Regions from separate parts of the Zea mays genome. Here regions 2, 3 and 4 are each linked to region 1. The links are chromatin contacts, called in public Hi-C maps. All regions are on one chromosome and are shown on one strand. Each heading gives the region's core, a stretch centred on a gene start, on an enhancer-like site or on the middle of the called end of the contact. The rest is flanking DNA. Distances are from core to core; before and after follow the strand shown.

Region 1 (2,602 bases), core at 65-2,564:
GTGCCCGCGTCGCATCCACGCCCGGCCAAGCCACTTGTGCCCGCGCTAGGCCGGACCGTCCGCGTCCAACCCCTCGCCTACCTGCGCCTAAAACTGTCGTCGTTGGATCTTCCTCTCCTTCTCACATTCACTCCACTAAGGAAACAGACGCCATCAATGGCTTTGATGGACACCGGCGTCCCTTCCTCTCCCTCGGCGTCCTCTCCCCTCCCCCTCCTCCTCTATAAAAGGGCAGCCGAGCTCCCCCTATCCCCTGTCGAGCTCGCCCCCATTTCCTCTCCGTCGCTAAGGGTTCCTCACGCCTTCGCCGTTGAGCGCCCGAGCTCGCCGAGCCTCTGCACGCCCACACCGGAACTCGTCCATACCATCCGAGCCCCCGTCCGGACCGTCTGGGACCGTGCCGAGCCCCATCGTACCGAACCCTCGCCTTGACACGCGACCGAGCCATGTCCCCCACCGTGCCTCGCCGGACCGGCCGCCATCGTCTGTCATCGCCGTTTATCGTCAGGTTGTGAGCAATCCGAAATAGTTTTGTTAATTTTCAAAAACATGCTTTGAACTAGTGTATGAGATTTTACAAATTATTGTATTGGGATGTTGGGATTCGAAATCCATGTGTATGTAAATTATTAGTATATGTACATGAATTGTTATTAGTCAAATCATTTGGTTATAATGGTTTTAGAATATTGGATTAAATAGAGTGACAAAATTTGGTAGACATGTGGTAGTACAAATGTGTTCATTTTGATGTATGCATAATAATTTTTTATATCTAACAATATGTATAAGTGATAATGTTTAACATCAATAACAAAGAACGTATGTTTTAATTATAATTTAAACGGGGATGGAGATCTCCGTTGTGGATTTATCACCGTGGGAAACAGGGATGAGGAAGAAATGTTTTCCATAAGCGGTTTGTGGAGATCCCGCAGGAAAATTTTTGCATCGCGGGTACGAGGATGGGAGCTATTGGTGGCGGGGAACTCCCCCATCCCTACACCAGCCTTATGCTGTGCATGAAGCTGCCTTGTAGAGGCGTGATGCATATTCTGGCGACGCAAAGATTAGGACGGAATACGTGGGTGCCATATGGTGCTTAGTAAGAAGGCACGGCAGGCAGACGACTGCACACGTCATGTTGACCGCGCCGTTTGCCGCCCGCTGTAGCACGGCAGCGGCGGAGACAAGCGCATGGTTCTCAGCACGGATCCACGGGATGCTGGATTGTGGAACCACACCACACAAAAGCCAGCCGCTATTGGCCCCCCTCCGCTGGCAGTTCTGTTCCGTTCGGCTGCCCCGGCACACGTCGTCTCTGCCACTCACCGCGAGTCCGCAACCAAACAATAAGAAGCAGCCTTCCTTGCTCTGCGTCAGTGCATCTCCTTCCCCTCCCCTCCTTCCCCTCCCCTCCTCTCGTCTGGGGACTGGGCGTCTGGCTGGCACGCAGCCAAGCCACACACTCCCTCGTCAGCCTCTGCATGCCACGCCGCCCCTGATCACCAGAACCCGCCCGGCCGCCGCATGGCCCTCGCGTCGCAGCCGCCTTGGTGGCTCACCACGGAGGCTTGCGACCTCCCATCCGCGCCCGCCGCGGGGCTCGGGGAATGGGTCGCCTTCCTCTTCCTCTCCACGTGCTCGCAGCAGATGCTCCTCTCCGCCGCGTCCGCCGTCTTCCTCGTCGCGCTGCTCTGCCTCGGCGCCGCCAAGCTCATCTCCACACGGCGACGACGCCATGGCGGCGGCGCCCTCAACGGCGACAAGCAGCCGCTGCTGGACAGGGCCGGGGGGCGGGCCGGGGTTCGGGTCGGCGCCGGGTTCGTCGTCGCGCTGGCGGCGTCCGGTGTCCTCGCCGCGTTCTACGCCTCGCTGCTCGTCCTTTCCCTGGTCAACAGAGGCGGCGGAGAGGGCGAGGCCCTGGAGGCGGTGTTCCTGGCGCTGCAGTGCGCGGCGCACCTGGCCGCCGCGGCCGTCGTCGCGCACGAGAAGCGGTTCCGCGCGGCGGCGCACCCGCTGGCCCTGCGCCTGTACTGGCTGGCGGCGCCCGCGCTGACGGCGCTCCTCGCCGGCACCTCCGTCGCGCGCCTCGTGGTGGCCGCCGCTAGGCTCCCGGACGACGCGCTCGCGATCGCGGCGCTGGTCCTGTCCCTTCCCCTCCCGGTCCTCTCCATCCTCGGGTCGACGGGCATATCCGTGGCGGTGGTCAACGACGCCACCGGGGCGGCGGAGGAGGAGACGGCAAGCAACAAGGCGACGGAGAAAAACGTGACCCCCTACGCGACGGCGTCGTGGGCTTCGCGCGCGACGTGGGCTTGGATGAACCCGCTGGTGCAGCGCGGGCACCGCGCGGCGCTGGAGCTGTCGGACGTGCCGACGCTGGCACCGTCCCACCGCCCAGAGCGCATGCACGAGCTCTTCACCCTGCACTGGCCGTCGGCGTGGGCGTCCAAGGACAACAACCCGGTCCGGCACACGCTGTTCCGGACCTTCTGGGCGCAGTTCCTGCTGAACGCGTTGCTGGCGCTGCTCCGGCTGACCGTCATGTACGTCGGCCCGACGCTCATCCAGAGCTTCGTGGACTTCACGTCCGCCGGCG
Region 2 (2,602 bases), core at 59-2,558, 800 kb before region 1:
TAATGAAAATATGATAATAGTTTGATAATTTAGATTTAACCAAAAAGTACAATTTAGGGAATTGGAAATAATACAGAAAAAAAAGAAAGAGAGAGATATTATGAAAGACAAAATAGATTTACAAGAAAAGAAACCCATCCCATAATGGCATGTTCAAAACATACATTCAAATTTTAGTACAAATTCGCAACAAGATTTGAATTCAAATTTTAGGTTTAAAATAAAAAGGAGAAACAAAACAGGAAATAAAGTTAGAAAAAAAAGAGAACAAAAGCACTTGGGCTGAAACCTCCCTGGAGGCCCACTCCTCCATTTTCCCCACGCCGCGCGCGCTTACACCATGGGCCTAGTGGGCTAGTGGCCAATCTTTTGCTTCCCGCTGGCGTGCGCCTGACGCTGTTGGGTGGGCCCGTCGTGGCAGCCCAGCACAGCATGGTCACGGGAGGGATCTCTCAGACCCTGGTGTAGCTGGCTCGTGGGGCCGACTCGTCAGGAACGTCTTCCCCACAGAGTACACTCACGCGACAAGGAAGGTTCTACTCGGCTCGCACGCGTGGCATGACCTTCTCTGCCATGCGGGCGATCCATGTTCAGGCGCTGCCGGGAGGACCCTGTGCTAGCTCTATTCCCCCCCCCCCCCCCCCCCCATGGATCAGAAGTGGGAGCGGTAACAACCACTTGGGGGCGCCGCGATCTCCGCCACGATATCCGCGCGCGCAATTCTGGATGATGGATCAAATCCGAACTTCGTCGCACTATAAAAACCTAAGCCTTTCATCAATCGAGCCATCCCTCTAGTCACCATGGGTTCTGCGACCATGGGCACCGTGCATCCCGGAGCGCCATTGATGGGTGAGTGAAGGATGGTTGCGCCGCGCGATGAAAACTCTGATTTCCGGATCGTCGCGCCCTCTGCAACCGGTGAGAATCTTGCTGGGCGCGCAATGGATCGACAATCGCGAGATTGCTCGTCGTCGACCAAACACCGCTGCGGATCCGCGTGACGCCGTGGGCAACCCTGTTGCTGCCTCCATTACTGGTGATAAGCTATTTAATCAATTCGGATGACCCTCCTCGGTGTGTTGCGCCCACCCGTGACCAATTTTTGCGCCGCGGCTTTGATTCGGCCGTTCACCGGCGTACCTCGCCGCGCGGCGGTGCCGCCATCTCTGGGTGGTGCCTGGCAGCCAGGGTGTGGTTGGGGGCGGTGCGGTGACCCTTGATTCAATGAACGACCCAGATTAGGTCATAGGCGTACCCTTTCATCTAATAGAATCGTGACCGTTCATCTTTGATGTACGCACCAGATTCGCTCGCATCACTTTAAAATCTGAACCTTCGGATCGTGATCGGTCGACCGCGGGTGCATACCTGTTCGGGTTTAACTCTAGCCGTCTGATGAGGATCTGAGGGCCAAAAGTCACGCGCATGTGCCAGTCATGGCTATCTTATTAAGAAACCCTCGTAGTTTTACAGATTTATCCCGCAGTCCACGGCAATGAAAGAACCATCACCAATGGGTCCTGGAATTTGCATTTGACCCCCTGAGATTCTAGAGAATAGTGGGCGCAGTCCGCGAAGCTTAAAAGAAATCTGGAAAAAAATAGTTTTAAGTGTAAAAATAAATGTAAAACCTTAGGAAAGTCATATCTTCTTCGTTTCTGCTCCGATTTTCCCTGTTCAAGTTGTGTTAGCTTCGTAATAAAATATCTACCCTTTGGTAACCTTATTTTTATCATGTAACATGTTTTTAAATAATGTGTTTACCCTATGTTCATCTGATTAACTTCTCTAATTAAAATTAAAGTAATGTTTTCAGTCCCTAGTTATAATTTGACTAAAATATGCTTTCTAATCAAGTTATAACTTGAATTAAAATTAAATTAATGATTTTCTTAGGAATATCTTTCTCACATGATTTATAATAATCAACATAGGACATAGTTTTCCTGTTTAAAACACGTAAACCTTCGAAAATTCATAACTTTATAACGGTAACTCCGATTTTTGTGGTTCTCGAACCCATGACCTCATAGCTGTAACACCCCTGGTGTTACTGCCACTAAAACTTGAGCATGACATCATAAGCATTGGCATATCATGTGATTGTACTCGGCGGCGGCGACAAGGTCCGCGTCGGTGGCGTCGCGTTTCGCTTGCGACTTCTTCTTGCCTTTCTTCTTGGCGCCGCGCTGAGTTGACGCCTCAGGGACATCTTCTGGTGCGCGGCCCTGGGGCTGCTTGTCCTTCTGGAAGATGGCCTCAACCGCCTCCTGGCCAGAGGCGAACTTGGTGGCGATGTCCATCAGCTCTCTCGCCCTGGTGGGGGTCTTGCGACCCAGCTTGCTCACCAGGTCGCGGCAGGTGGTGCCGGCGAGGAACGCGCCGATGGCATCTGAATCGGTGATGTTGGGCAGCTCAGTGCGCTGCTTCGAGAATCGTCGGATGTAGTCCCGGAGAGACTCTCCTGGCTGCTGTCGGCAGCTTCGGAGATCCCAGGAGTTCCCAGGGCGCATGTACGTGCCCTGGAAATTGCCGGCGAAGGCTTGGACCAGGTCGTCCCAGTTGGAGATCTGCCCCGGAGGCAGGTGCTCCAACCAGG
Region 3 (2,602 bases), core at 77-2,576, 600 kb before region 1:
CCTAGACATTCACCTCGGAAGTGAATACGGGTCTAACTAACCCGGGCTAGAAGGGAATCGTGAGTCATGGGTAAAGATGCGCCACCTCTGCAGAGTGTAAAACTGATATATCAGCCGTGCTCACGATTAAGAGCAGCCTGGACTCCTCACATGATAATTGAACTTGAAGATGGAAATAAATCGAGATCCGATGATCTACCAATGGTTTGCTTAAGTGGTTTCACTTAAGTGTTTTTGATATACTCTTATACCTTTGTTTAATGGGAATACATGGGATTCACACTTATTAGTAAGACAGGTGTTGTTAATAAAATGTTGACCAACTAAAATGCTTACTGCTCAACCTTAGCCTCACCTTGTTAAACTTGCATTAATTTTCCCCCATTTGCTGAGCCCCAACCATAAGTGAGCTCACCCTTGCTTAAATTTTGATCAGAAGTTTGCAGATGAAGTTATGATGATGAGCTCCATGGATGCTAGTCTAGTGACACCCCCGGTCATCTTCCTGTAGATGGATGTCCATGTTTCACTGTACTTTGATGAATAAAGGTTAAGACATTATGTCTATTCGAAGTGTAATTTGTTAATATAATCGTTATTTACGCTTTTATGCATTGTTCTTTTGATATATTACACTTGTGACATAAACATATGTGTGGAAATAGATCCTGGCACACATATGCGATGCACCCGACTCTGCCCTTAGAAACAGGTGTGACACGTCATGACCAAGATCTCCAGCAGTTTACATCCTTCTTGTAATCAGGTACATTTTGAGGGCCTTTGTCATGCTTGTTAGCTTAGCCGACACACTTGTCTCCATTTTACTACATCTTCTTCTAGGGTTATTATCATATTTTAGTCAGGTTATAATCATAGATAGGCTGACTTTGATTAGCAAGCTTAATTTACTAAACATAGATTAAACAATATCCATCTACAAAAATATGTGTTATGATAAAACTAATGTTGTTATTGTGTACATAATGTTATTATGAAACTAACGCAACCGGAACGGGTCAAATCGGAATTAAAATGAGTAAGTTATGCAATAAACAAGTTTCAGGGTTCACTTTGCATCAAATTAAGGTTCCCAAGGGCTATTTTGTAAATTCTAAGGACACCCGTGTAATATTCTTACACCACAGGAGCTGGCGGGTTAGTTCAGGATTTCCCCAGGGTTTCTTTCGGAAAAGTGCCGTGGCGAAGGGGTACGCAAGGATCGCGACCGTTGGATCAAATTTCAACGGTTCTGATTAGATCCTTGATTGCCTAAAGCGCCATATAAATGTAGCCACCGGATCAGAGATCAGTGGCCTAGCACTTATGAAAGCCAACCAACCTCATACCTTGGATCTAATATGAACGGTCCGAGATCGAGCATTGGGTAGATTTAACCTGAGCCATTCTTTGGTCGATTAACGGCCCCCGACCCATCACCTGCCCCAACACCAGATGGCGACACCGTTTGGCTCCCAGTGGCGGCGCCCTTGCCGGCGATAGCCGCCCCAGCGACGCTGAGCCCTATTCCTAATTCGAACCGGAGCGGCACATCGAGGGGTAAATAGCGAACTCAGTAATGCTTAAATCACCTGGGATTCTGTCGTTCAAGACTCTGCACGCAAGGAGTAGCGCACGGTGGCGAAGTGCTCCACCCGGCGAACAATCCACAGTACTCCGAACAGACTGCGCCCTCGATCTCCCCTATCCACCATCCTTCTGCATTGCGCTCCTTCCTAGATCGATGATCGAGGGCTTGACAACGGCGGTGAGACTATGGATTTACGCCGACGGCTCAATTTCCCCGGCGGTGAGGCGAAGGACACCGCGGCCCGAGACTTATGGCGAGGAGGATTTTATACACCAGTGGCAGGGTCCGCGCGGAGGGATGATGCCAACCACCAGCGAGAATTTCGGTCGGATTCCAGTGCTGCCGCGCGCGGTCGCAATAGCCAGAGATGCGCGCGAGTTTGTTGAGGGGAGGTAGATGGAGCTTCTGCGCGGCTGGCCCCACATGGCGGTGATTCGCTGCGCGCGGAGAAGGCGGTGTGGGACTGACTTGCGGCCCCACATGTTGGCGAAATGGCACACCCAGGCGCGCGCTGCAGTGACCGGCAATGCGGAGCCCGTGAGGCAGTCGCAGAGGGAGGAACACGCGTGGTTTATGTGGGCAGCGCGAGTTGGAGAAGTGGGCCGGTCAGGGAAAATGGCCCAAGCGCTGGTTTCCTTTATTCTTTTCCATTTTCCTTTTTATTTTCAGTTTTCTCTTTTATACAAATTCTTATTTTGAATTCAAGTCTAAGTTGAGGTTCAAATATTTAATATGCACAAGCAAGGATTCAACATGATGCAAGTTTATTCATTCTTTGTCTCTAACCAGAAAAAATAATGCTTTTAAATATGAAATGCACACACACATGATTCCATTTAATAAAAGGTTATTATGAATGGGTAGCTAAATCAGATATATATATATATATATATATATATATATATATATATATATATATATATATATATATAGATATAGATATTCAGAAGTTAATACTTATTTACTAAAGGAGAGGTTAATGTATAATCTTTATCATGAATTATTTTAATT
Region 4 (2,602 bases), core at 63-2,562, 550 kb before region 1:
AATAAAACAACAACTATGCAGCTCTTTGCACGTATGGCAGACAGTTCGGCTATAAAGACCGGACCAACCGTACAGGGCGCAGACGGTACAACCCCAGAACACTCAGAAAATTAGGAAAGCAAGATGACGAATTGGTCAAGACCAGTACGACACTCGGCGATATTAGGACTGACAGTCTGATCAAAGCTAAACGGGTCACGTCCGTTGAGTTAACCATCGGGAACAAGACCCTTGCGTACTATCCTAGTAGGTGGCAAGATGTCTAAGAAAACCGATGTGATCACATCGAGTTAGTTGCTTTTGGTTCGCTCAGCTACACCAAAAGGCAGGGGGCATATGTTGAGTACCAAAATGAGGACCGAACGGTCCGCACTGGTGGTGCGGACGGTCCGCGCGTGCGCAGAGCAGATTAGGGTTCCGAGTTTTGTGCTACGGTTGTTAGCTAAATTCACGGAATTAGCTCGGAAGATTAGTTTGTAAAGGTCCAGCCCCCCTCCTCTATAAATACAGAGGTATACGACCGATTTGTAATCATCAATCGAATCAATAACACTTTTATCTCGCATTTATTTCCTGTACAATTAGGAGTAGTTCTAGTCTAGTTCTAGTTTAGCCTCTCAATTCTCAAATTCTCAACTTCTCTTCGACTCTACGTCGATTAGAGGAGTCTAGGTCGGTCTGCCCGAGCCTAGACAACTCCTAGGATCTCTCCTCCCCGACGGGGTACCTCTCGGGAGCGAGATCCAGGCGCCGCCGGCAACCTTCGCCCCCCCTGCGCACACGCGGACCGTCCGGCCGGCAGGTAGAAAACCCTAGCCCTGCGCTAGGTCGCGGACCGTCCGGCCCCTGCCGCGGACCATCCGCCCCTATGCAGAGAGAACCGCCACGATTCGTGTTAAGTGATTGGTGTCCGAAAAATGCATCAACAGAAGTATACTCGGTGGAGAGTGACAAAGGGAGTGCAACTGAAGACAGGACTCGGGCGTGTAATGAAGGTACTGTATTTCCCTTTTTTCAACTGAACGGCAGGCAACGGCAACGGCAACGGCCATGGGGTTTCTCCGTCACTCATTCCACACGTCACACGTGAGCCGGTGTTGGGTGCTGAGCCAAACCAGCCAATCCGGGCGCGTCCTGTAACGGAAACCGGCACACGCAGGCTGCGCCGACTGGCCGTGCAGTCGTGCACCAGCCACCAGGTCACGCGCATTCCTGCATTTGCATTCTATTCCATTCCATATTTCCATTCATCCGCTCCGCTCCACTCCAGTCGGTCCTACTAGTCCTACCCTCCCCGCCTCCCCGGCATCCCTTCGCCATAGCAGCACCAGACAGCAGAGCACCAAACCCACACTTCTTTCACCTCCCCTGCCCCCTCCTCCATTCTCCATCGCAATCCGCCGCCGCCGATGGCGAGGCCGACGCGCGCGCTCCTGCTCCCGCTCCTCCTGCTCCTGGTGCTGGCCCGCGCGTCGGGCGACGTGCCGGCGGCGGCGTCCCTCGGCTGGGACCTCCGCGTGGTGGGCGCGGGAGAGGACGAGGAGTTCGGCTTCCCTGGCGGGGACTCCGTGGCGTGCCGGGTGCTGCAGGGCGGCGGCTACCTCAGCTACGGCGCGCTGCGCAGGGACAACGTGCCCTGCTCCGTCCGGGGAGCCTCCTACTACAACTGCCGCCCCGGCGGGCAGGCTAACCCCTACTCGCGCGGCTGCTCCGCCATCACACGCTGCCGCGGCTGATCTCGGCGTCCGCCAATAGGAAGAGGAGGTTCATATCCGTTTATCCTGCGCCGTTGTTGGCTGATACGGAGAAAATCATTCATCTCCCTCCCTGCCCCTTTAATCGATTATTGGTACATGTACGCTACTCTCTCTCTCTCTCTCTCTTGTTGATTGATTTTGTTTCTCTTGTTGATTGATTTTAACGAGAATGATTGTGTTGGTTGTGGGTTATGACTGGAGTATCTCTCTCTCGCTCCGGTCCTGTAAATTCCATGATTTTCGAGCAGCTGGTGTATAAACTACAAACTGATGATGACGATTTCCCCGTCAACCTGTGTGATTGTGATTGTAAGATAGCCACACGGTGACACGGGTCCGCGTCGCAAGTCGCAACAACCAGCTCCATGATTTCAAGTTTCTTTCTTTATTTTTTTGTCCTCGCTGCAAGTAATTATACTGATAGCGTAGCGATTCTTTGCTTGGTCTGAGCAAGTTGCAATTCTTCTGACATCTTGCGTGCCTGACAATTTTGCCTGCTGGGCTGCTGCCTGCCACCAGCCATAGATCATGCCTCGGAGGAAGCGAGGTCAACGAGAGCCTTTTCTGTTATTAATTATCTGGGCGTTTCGAAACGGGCAGAAGAATAGAACAACAGTTCTGGGGTCTATTTCTTTCCTTTTTTATCGTTTCCTTCTGGAGGAGCCGAGCCTACAAGATATTAAATAATGATAAATCAAATCATTCTATTCCAGGAACCCAACAATAAAACGAGGAATGGAAAAATAATAGACTATTACCATATTTCTCAAACCAAACCTACATAAATGGTTAGAATTAGGCTTACTAGTGTGTGACCCAATTTAATAACGAAGCCAAGGTGATGT

The links. A called contact is a pair of places that touch in the nucleus more often than the background predicts.
Region 2: a contact with region 1 is called in a Hi-C map of bundle sheath, with 6 times the contacts expected there. The contact joins the enhancer-like site here to the promoter of LOC103635154 in region 1. A contact is called at or near these places in 3 of 25 Hi-C or Micro-C datasets (bundle sheath, ear and tassel).
Region 3: a contact with region 1 is called in a Hi-C map of leaf, with 4 times the contacts expected there. The contact joins the enhancer-like site here to the promoter of LOC103635154 in region 1. A contact is called at or near these places in 4 of 25 Hi-C or Micro-C datasets (leaf and seedling).
Region 4: a Hi-C map of endosperm shows a contact between it and region 1, with 2.5 times the contacts expected there. The contact joins the promoter of LOC100283072 here to the promoter of LOC103635154 in region 1. A contact is called at or near these places in 6 of 25 Hi-C or Micro-C datasets (bundle sheath, ear, endosperm and 2 more).

The regions. Positions count from the first base shown.
Region 1 is chr8:46,446,844-46,449,445 of Zm-B73-REFERENCE-NAM-5.0, reverse strand. LOC103635154 (ABC transporter C family member 14) reads left to right here and starts at 1,314. Exons shown (of 13, transcript XM_020542610.3): 1 at 1,314-2,602. The coding sequence starts at 1,531.
Region 2 is chr8:47,247,392-47,249,993 of Zm-B73-REFERENCE-NAM-5.0, reverse strand. No RefSeq gene overlaps it. Among protein-coding and RNA genes, the nearest start is that of TRNAW-CCA, 130 kb to the right of the region's middle. Within about 2 kb of position 1,308, at least 18 of the 20 cell types and tissues checked have an H3K27ac peak or open chromatin away from gene starts, as enhancers often do. A contact at or near this core is called in bundle sheath, ear and tassel, where this site is marked.
Region 3 is chr8:47,043,270-47,045,871 of Zm-B73-REFERENCE-NAM-5.0, reverse strand. No RefSeq gene overlaps it. Among protein-coding and RNA genes, the nearest start is that of LOC103635158, 23 kb to the left of the region's middle. Within about 2 kb of position 1,326, at least 19 of the 20 cell types and tissues checked have an H3K27ac peak or open chromatin away from gene starts, as enhancers often do. A contact at or near this core is called in leaf and seedling, where this site is marked.
Region 4 is chr8:46,998,738-47,001,339 of Zm-B73-REFERENCE-NAM-5.0, reverse strand. LOC100283072 (rapid alkalinization factor 1) reads left to right here and starts at 1,312. Exons shown (of 1, transcript NM_001155974.2): 1 at 1,312-2,045. The coding sequence starts at 1,410. The coding sequence ends at 1,736.